Regions from separate parts of the Siniperca chuatsi genome. Here region 1 is linked to region 2. Evidence: chromatin contacts called from public Hi-C data. All regions are on one chromosome and are shown on one strand. Each heading gives the region's core, a stretch centred on a gene start, on an enhancer-like site or on the middle of the called end of the contact. The rest is flanking DNA. Distances are from core to core; before and after follow the strand shown. Region 1 holds the start of utrn (utrophin). Region 2 overlaps utrn (utrophin).

The links. A called contact is a pair of places that touch in the nucleus more often than the background predicts.
Region 1: a Hi-C map of liver shows a contact between it and region 2, with 4 times the contacts expected there. The contact joins the promoter of utrn here to the enhancer-like site in region 2. A contact is called at or near these places in 3 of 3 Hi-C or Micro-C datasets (liver, skeletal muscle and an unstated tissue).

The regions. Positions count from the first base shown.
Region 1 is chrLG16:16,806,833-16,811,112 of ASM2008510v1, reverse strand. utrn (utrophin) reads left to right here and starts at 1,486. Exons shown (of 79, transcript XM_044169405.1): 1 at 1,486-1,922; 2 at 3,825-3,989. The coding sequence starts at 3,917.
Region 2 is chrLG16:16,772,622-16,776,377 of ASM2008510v1, reverse strand. utrn (utrophin) reads left to right here. Exons shown (of 79, transcript XM_044169405.1): 11 at 300-481; 12 at 1,176-1,326; 13 at 1,585-1,704; 14 at 1,843-1,944; 15 at 2,480-2,587; 16 at 2,737-2,916; 17 at 3,626-3,756. Among protein-coding and RNA genes, the nearest start is that of utrn, 35 kb to the left of the region's middle. Within about 2 kb of position 1,442, the one cell type or tissue checked has an H3K27ac peak away from gene starts, as active enhancers do. A contact at or near this core is called in liver, where this site is marked.

The sequences.
Region 1 (4,280 bases), core at 237-2,736, 35 kb before region 2:
GGAAATGAAATAGAGGGGATTTATAGCAATTATTTATTATCCATGACTGGTTTTCAGAGTACTAAAAGAAAAGTGAATTGACTAGATTTTAGATTAAACTAGAATACATTATATACTGAACCTATCTTGAGGTTCCCCAGATTTGTCCAACAATTTCCGGGAGTTTGTTACGGGCAGGGGGGGGGGGCAACAAAATGATAAATAGTCAGTAGTGGAATGCAACTAAGTATATTTACTCAAGAACTGTCCCATACACTTTTGAGGTACTTATACTTCAGTATTTCCATTTCTTGCCACCTTATACTTCTAGTTCACCACATTTTATATGGAAATATTGTAGACTATGTTTACATTTATCTGACAATACTTACTAGTTACTTTGCAGAATAATAATTTAAATAAAAACACTTGATCAGTCAATAAAATCATGAATTGTTATAGAATAAACTACCCAACAGTATATAAAGTAGTTCAAATGAACTCTACCTTGACCTACCACAGCATTTGAATGCTGCTTACATGTTAATACATTAGTAACAATCCAATAATAAATATAAAAAAATACTGATATAGTACATGTTTGATGCTTTAACTACATTTTACTGACAATACCTGTGTACTTAAGTAAGATTTCTGATGTAGGACTTTTACTCGTTATGAAGACCTTTTATTTTATTTACTGTGATATTTCTACTTTTACTTGAGTAAAGGATGTGAATACTTATTTTCACCACTGTAACAGTTTTCAACACTATTGAATAAAATAATGTTGCATTACACATTTATTACAATCAAACAAATAAAAGGATGAAATGGCTTTGTGTAAATTGTCAATTTATGGTGCATTTACGTGGAAAAGTTTCGAAGACCCTTGGCCTAATAAACATTCCAGTTATTTTTCCACAATTAAAGTTTCTTGCACAGCTTTGTGTTTTATGGTGGGAGTCACCGGTGCCGTTGGTGTCACGTGACGCCCACCGCGCCATGTTTCCATCTCCGCGTCAGGAAAACTTTTACAGCCAGAGGGAAAAGCTCAAGACCACCGTCAAGTCACCCAGAGTGAACACTGTGATTCCGGTCAAAACCTTCAAAATAAATTCGATGGAGGCGATATTTATGAGTAGCTTCCCAAAATGATGACTGAAGCGGGAATCATTAGCAAATGTCAATTTTACTGATCTTCCACTCATTATTCATATATTAAAAGTGATTCATAAAATTCATAAATGTAATATGTGGTGTGGCAGAGTACTTGCTTAAATTGGAAACCCTAATGTAAACCAATCATTACATTACCAAGATGATAAATTATTCCAAAGTTGCTCTTTTATCAGTAAAGGCAACGGGAGCTACTGCAATTGGCAGTTGGTATGTTATGATTTCCCAGTGATTGCCATGATTGCGCCGTCTTTAAACCCTTTTACTTTGAAGGATCTATTCTCGCATTTCCGTTATGTTTAGCTAACTCTGTTGAGTTTAACATCGGTTAAAGCAGCACAGAGAAAGAGTCAAGTAAGCAACAGGAACAAAGTTGTGGGACCCGAGTCCACACTATTGCGGCGTTCACCCAAGAAATGTAATAACCATCTCTCCGTTTCCAAGAGACAGCCTGCCGTGTGTTTTCAAGACTGCGGTAGTTGTGCTTTGCTTTGCGTTGCAAAAAGGCGTCTCTTAAAGGTCTTTTTTTTGGCACATTGTGGAGACTGGATGCGCTTGACGAGGGTTTTCCTTAGTTAGCTAGTTAGTTAAGAAGAGTGCCTCGTTCCTCGTAGAAAATGCCTTAAATTAATTGGATTGATGTACTTTTTAAAAAACTTTACTCAACTTTTCAATACATTTGACTGCATTTGATAATCCATACTCTACACGTTTTGGACTTGTTTTGAGGGAGCACGTCTCCTGACTCCTTGGTGACAGCAGAGGTGAGTGATTTGGATCTATGAAATGCCTCGGACCTGTAACGTTAACAACGGTAACTGTGAAATTCAAAGTCAGACGTTGGGTGTAAAGTAACTGTTGAAATAAATAAGACATAATTAAGACACCAAACAGTCACTGTTTTTACTTAACCTGAAGTCTTGTATGTAGCTCGCTGTTGGTGTACATTGCAATCCGTTTTGAAATTGTTTGATGAAAAGCCAGCAAGCTCTAAACACCGCAGTCATACCTAAGAGATAAAACATTAACTACTTCAAGGCCACCATATATTTACAGTTTAAAAGTCTCTTTATGTCTTTTGTAGCAGTATAATTGTGTTTTTTCTCACCAGCAAGGCGGTAATCTCGTCAGATTAAAACAATATAGGAGTACTTTAAATTTTATTGGGCATTGACACTCTGCTCTTGTTCAAATCATCCAGAAAGTCCTGGACCACACTTATGCCTGTTGAAATTTAGAGTTCAGATTAAACTAGTTGATTGTATCCCTTCTGTTGTCAAAACTACTCCTCTCACAGTGAGAGGAACCGAAATTGTAAAGACATAAGCAAGATAGATAGGGCTGTCTTTTTCTTGTGTTTACAGTTGTTATTTTTGGGTCTTGCATCATCCCTCAAGAACTGCAACTCACCAAGCACTGCTCTATAAAACTGCACATAAACTCCTTTCATGGTAAAAGCAAGCTATTTTGGGAGTGAACATGGATGAGTGTTTAATGAAGGGATGCCCTGAATTAAAACAGACCACAAACATTAACCCTAAACTAAAAAGCTGGTCTTGAAAGCTACAACAAGGCACAGATAAATAACCTGCAAAGATGAAGCACCAACTGACCTATTCACTAGGTCAAGTTGAACATTTTGGAGATTGTGACAGATGGTGTTACATTTTTGGAGCTACTCAAAGTTGAGCACACATCACAGCATCCTTTGTGAAACTGAAAAACTACAAATGCAAAACACAGTGCCATTTGCAAATATTAGCACATGACAAGACATTAAAAGTTCAGTGTAATATAACATTTCATTAACCCCCCTAGAGGAGACTCTCATCACTTACAGGGACTCATAGTCTAGAGTTAGCTGCTGAAAAACTACTGATCCTATGAAAAGCATCACTTGGTTGTATGATGATAAACCTTACCCACTGCATGCAGTCGTGCTCTGTCAGATACCTCTGAAATCGTTGTCAGGGTCTCAGATTAACTTGTTTGCCAGCAGCAAGCAACTAAATGAAAACCAACTCAACATAATTATAATGTGTATTTATCGAAGTCTCACTCCATAAACAGTGAAAAAGCTTTGTAATTCAGCATGACATTCAACAGAACTGAACATTAGAAGAAAGCATTAGATTTGACCGTGTGTGATGGTTAGTGGGGACCAACTACAGCAAAATATGTGCACAAAAACACATGTCTGTGGTGGCTTTGTGGGTGTTGCAAACTCTGAGATTATTGGCTACTTTGTTCCTGAGCATTACAAAAGTCTACAACATGATTGTCCATTATTTCAGCACCAATTACTATTACGGGAGTTATATTACACATAAATCAACACCCATATTGTCAGCCTAAGGCCATGGTGTGAAACCAGTTTGTTGCTTCCCCAACATTGTTGAGCGGACATTGAGGTGAAGTCTCAAACAGCTGTTAGTGTTTTAATGCTCTACGGTGTTCCTCATGAAGTGCCAGGTTCTCCTGCGTGCTATACGACCATGTTTGATTGTTTTGTGTGTGTAGCTCCAATGCATGTGACACCTCCACTCTCCAGGCCTCCTTTTGAGATTATTTCCACTCCTTCAAGTCACATTAAATGCTTTATAGTCAAGTGAGAACTGAGCAACAATGAAACTGAACGCGAGTTTAAGTTTTCTTCTCACTTACAGGTGCAGGAAGAGGGCTGTTGTACTGTGTGTCAAGAGGCCTGGTACTGTATCACACAATTTCAACTAATACAGCGTTGAATTTATTGGCTACCATGGCATCACACGGTGACATCGCAGAGGGAGGAGCCAATGAAGAGTTCAACGACATCATCAAGTGGAGATCTGGTATGTTTTTGATAGCTTTGGCCATTATTGAGATTGTTATCTTGAGGATATGTTTAATGTTTGATGATCCTTATAGCATACAGAGTGTGTAAGCATAGAGTATAGAACCAAATGCTGTCAGATCATTGAGGGTTTTTTTTTTAGCCTGACTGGTTATCTTAAAACTGCATAGAGGGAACGTTTTGTTGTACGTGCATAACAGCAGTCACTGAAGGGAAACTCTGACAGAGCCAGAAATCCTGTTGTGCATGGTTAACCTCAGTTCCCATGGAGGCAAGGGAAAAGGACTGA
Region 2 (3,756 bases), core at 193-2,692:
GTGCCAAGGGCCAGCATGGAGCCTCAGATTATATAAACAATGTTAGGCTGCCATTTTAGACTTAATCTGGATAATTTAAGGGTTTGTGTCTATACACTGTCTCCTTTATTGAACATAATTTGTATGGAGATAGTGGCTATCTTTCTTTAAGTTTATTATTCTGTAATTTGTTCCAGGGCTGTTTTGTTTCTAGCCTACAGCTTGTCTGGAAGACCAACATTTCAAATTGAAACTGTTTCAGAGTCAGAGATTTGCAGTACATTTTTTATCATAAGTGTTTACCCGTCCTCCCCCAAAAGGCCTTTATGATGGAGCTGACAGCGCACCAGAGCAGTGTGGGTAATGTTCTCCAAGCGGGTAACCAACTGATTGCCCAGGGCAACCTGACAGAGGAGGAAGAAGATGAAATCCGGGAGCAGATGAGCCTCCTCAACTCCCGCTGGGAGAGCCTCCGAGTGGCCAGCATGGACCGCCAGGCCAGGTAGATACACATACATATACACCTGGTTTAGTTCTGTAGAGGTATTGCAGTATCTTTTGCTGTTGTTTATTTGCGAATGGCAAATATCAGATGATTTTAGTTTATATGTCGGAAACTAGTGGAATGATAATTTTTTAAAAAGACAAATAAGGCTTAAAACTAGTAACAGTGTAGTGTGCAGTGCCATCACATCATGAGCCACAAATTGTCCAGTGGAGGTCATTTTTCTCTCAGTGTCACTGTTGACCTCAGATCTTTATGAGTTTTTCCTGTGAAGAATGCACAAGGCTACAAGCTGTGTGAAGGTGACACCTGATATGCCTTGAGCCCTCCAAGGCCTAACAAGTCTGATGCTCAATCTGTGTTATCAAGGTTTATGATGCTTTAGACACATACACACATACACAAACACACACACACATATATATATCAACACAGTTGTTCATAAATCGTATTCATGATGTCTGCCAGAGCATTTGTTGACCCTGATTTTAAAGTATATGTGCTTGCATGTGCCATGACTCATTGTCCGTGGAGTCTGAATAGAGAGTCGCTCATTCTAGTGTTTGTGCTACTGTGAGGCAGTTAAATAACCAGCTGAACAGGCAGTTTCACCTTAAGGTTTATTAAACTGATAGCTTTCATGTCCTTTCTACCTCTATACGCTCACCTCACTGTCTCTCTCTCTCTCTAGGCTCCATGAAGTCCTGATGGAGCTTCAGCAGCAGCAGCTACAGCAACTTTCTGATTGGCTGACGCAGACAGAGGAGCGAATCAGAAAGATAGAGACAGAAACTGCAGCTAAAGACGTGGAGATCTACAAAGAACAGATAGAGCAGCACAAAGTAAATTCAAATGTTTTATCTCGCAATGAATCTAGTCAATGAAGAGCGGGTAATTGATTTACCGTGGACAGGATCAAGTACAATATTAAAAAAATCTTGATCATCAAGTCTTGTGATCGCTCTGTTACATGTTTGATCCTGTCTTTTCATGCACTTTCCTCTCCATGGTGTCACCATAAAGCTGAGCAGTTCCTCTGCCAGCTCTGTTAATGGGTAATATGTGATCGTGCTGAATTCACTATTTGCGTTTCCATTCAGGAGCTTCAGAATGACCTGGAGGCGGAACAGGTGAAGGTCAATTCTCTAACACACATGGTCGTCGTGGTAGATGAGAACAGCGGTGAGAGTGCCACCGCTGCCTTGGAGGACCAACTACAAGTAAGTTGTCAGCCTGATAGTCTTTGTGAATTTGTTTAGCTAATATCCGTGGCCAGTTCATGCAATAACTCTGCTTTACATTCTGTTTCTGAGATCATCCATGTTTGTATTAATGTTTGTCTTTATCCTGCATTCAAGTCTTTGGGTGAGCGCTGGGCGGCTGTGTGTCGCTGGACTGAGGAGAGGTGGCACAAGCTGCAGGAAGTCTTCATGGTGTGGCAACAGCTTCTATCGGACCAGGTAGGACATTTAGCATGCTCTCCCCCTTACACATACAGGACCATACATGTGCACTGTCTTCCTTCCCTTCTTCTAATTAAATAATCAATTATAATGGACCACTTGAACACTTTCTCCTCATCTATTCCTCATCCATTGAGCTATATTGAGATGACCAAAAAACCTCAGTGTCATTTAAATCTTCAAAACAGCTCAGTTTTGCAAGTGAATGCCATTGTTTAGTGCTCAGTCCTTCACTCCGTGAAGTTAACTTAAATCCTTCAGTTCACAGTGAATCTTTCAGTCTCTCAGATCCATTATTTTTAATTTAACAGAAACTTTTACATCAAAACTTTATGTTCTTCATCCTGCAATTCTCATGTAACCCAGAACACACTGTTGTTTGAGTTGGAAATGTGTCTGACTTTGAATTTAGGTATTGACCTGGTTGCTGAAATCAGAACTCAAAACGTTTTACACATGTTAACGAGGCTCACATCAAGACTCTGTTTGTATTGTTTGCTAAGTAATTTAAATTTATGCTTTTTTTCTGTAGAGTTTGTTTAGAGAGTGGTTGGCAGAAAAAGAGGAGGCCTTGAGTGAAGTACAGACCAGCAACTTTAAGGACCCAAGTGAAATGAATACTAATGTGCGCCGATTAGCAGTAAGTAGTCTGCCAAGTCTTTGTAGTTGGCATGCTGTCACAGCAGATACTTTAACATCTAACTAACTTTAATTTGTGAACTTTTCTAATGAGGCTTCCATCTTTAGTGTAGCCTTTGATTTTTTTTTTGTTGTCATTCAATCCTTTAGATTTTAAAAGAAGACATGGAAAAGAAGAGGAGGACTCTCGACCAGCTGTCTGATGCAGGACAGGATGTGATATCGCTACTGCGGAGCCCCGAGGCGGGAGCCAAGATTGAGGCAGACACAGAGGAGCTGGCACATAGATGGGACAACCTGGTGCAGAAGCTGGAGGATTGCTCCTTCCAGGTGTGTGTGTGTGTGTGTTTTTGCCCATTCTTTGCATGCAACTTTGTCTTGAGACGTTGCTGTGGCAAAAAGCACATGGCTGCTTAGCCAGAAAAATCCAGCAGGTGCTACAGTTAAACATGCAGTGGTCAGTGTTGGGGAAGCCCTTTTTAAAAGTTTACCTTTCCAGCTGACCACTGTACTTGGAACACCTTGGAAGAAGATAAAGTACAAAAAGCTCCCCTGAAAAAGATACTTCAACTATAGTTACTTACAAAAAATAGCTCAACCTACTTTGTAAAGAAAGACTGCTGCACCAGCCGGATGACTGGATCTTGCGATGAAGGACAAAAAGGGAAGGAGGTTCATTGAAGACATGGGGAAAATGATAACATAAAAATCATCCTGCCTCTCTATTATATCCAAAGCAGTAATTTAAGTTAGGTTACGTGACATGAATAATAAATTACAAAAACCAGTGTTTTGGATGTAAAATCTTTGATTTTGAGTGCAAAATGCAATTTCTGTTTAAAATGACAGTGAAGTGTATGGGATAATTTTAATGTCACACTGCAATGTTAATGTGTATGAAGGCTAGTAGGGTACAAACAACTATATTTTTATCTGTAGTTTTAAATGAAAATGCCTTGGTCGCAACTTGTTTGGTTGTGACTTGGTGAGTGTGGTTGATTATGTCCCATTCTCACTGATGCACTAACTCACTGCTAAGGTAATGGAAGCTGTGGCGGACGCTGGGATGACTCAGGTGGAAGAGCAGGTTGTCGTGGATACAGTTGCTGTAGCCACGTCTGCTTCGATTGCTGACCAGGAGTTGGCCCCACCTGCTCCCCCTAAGAAACG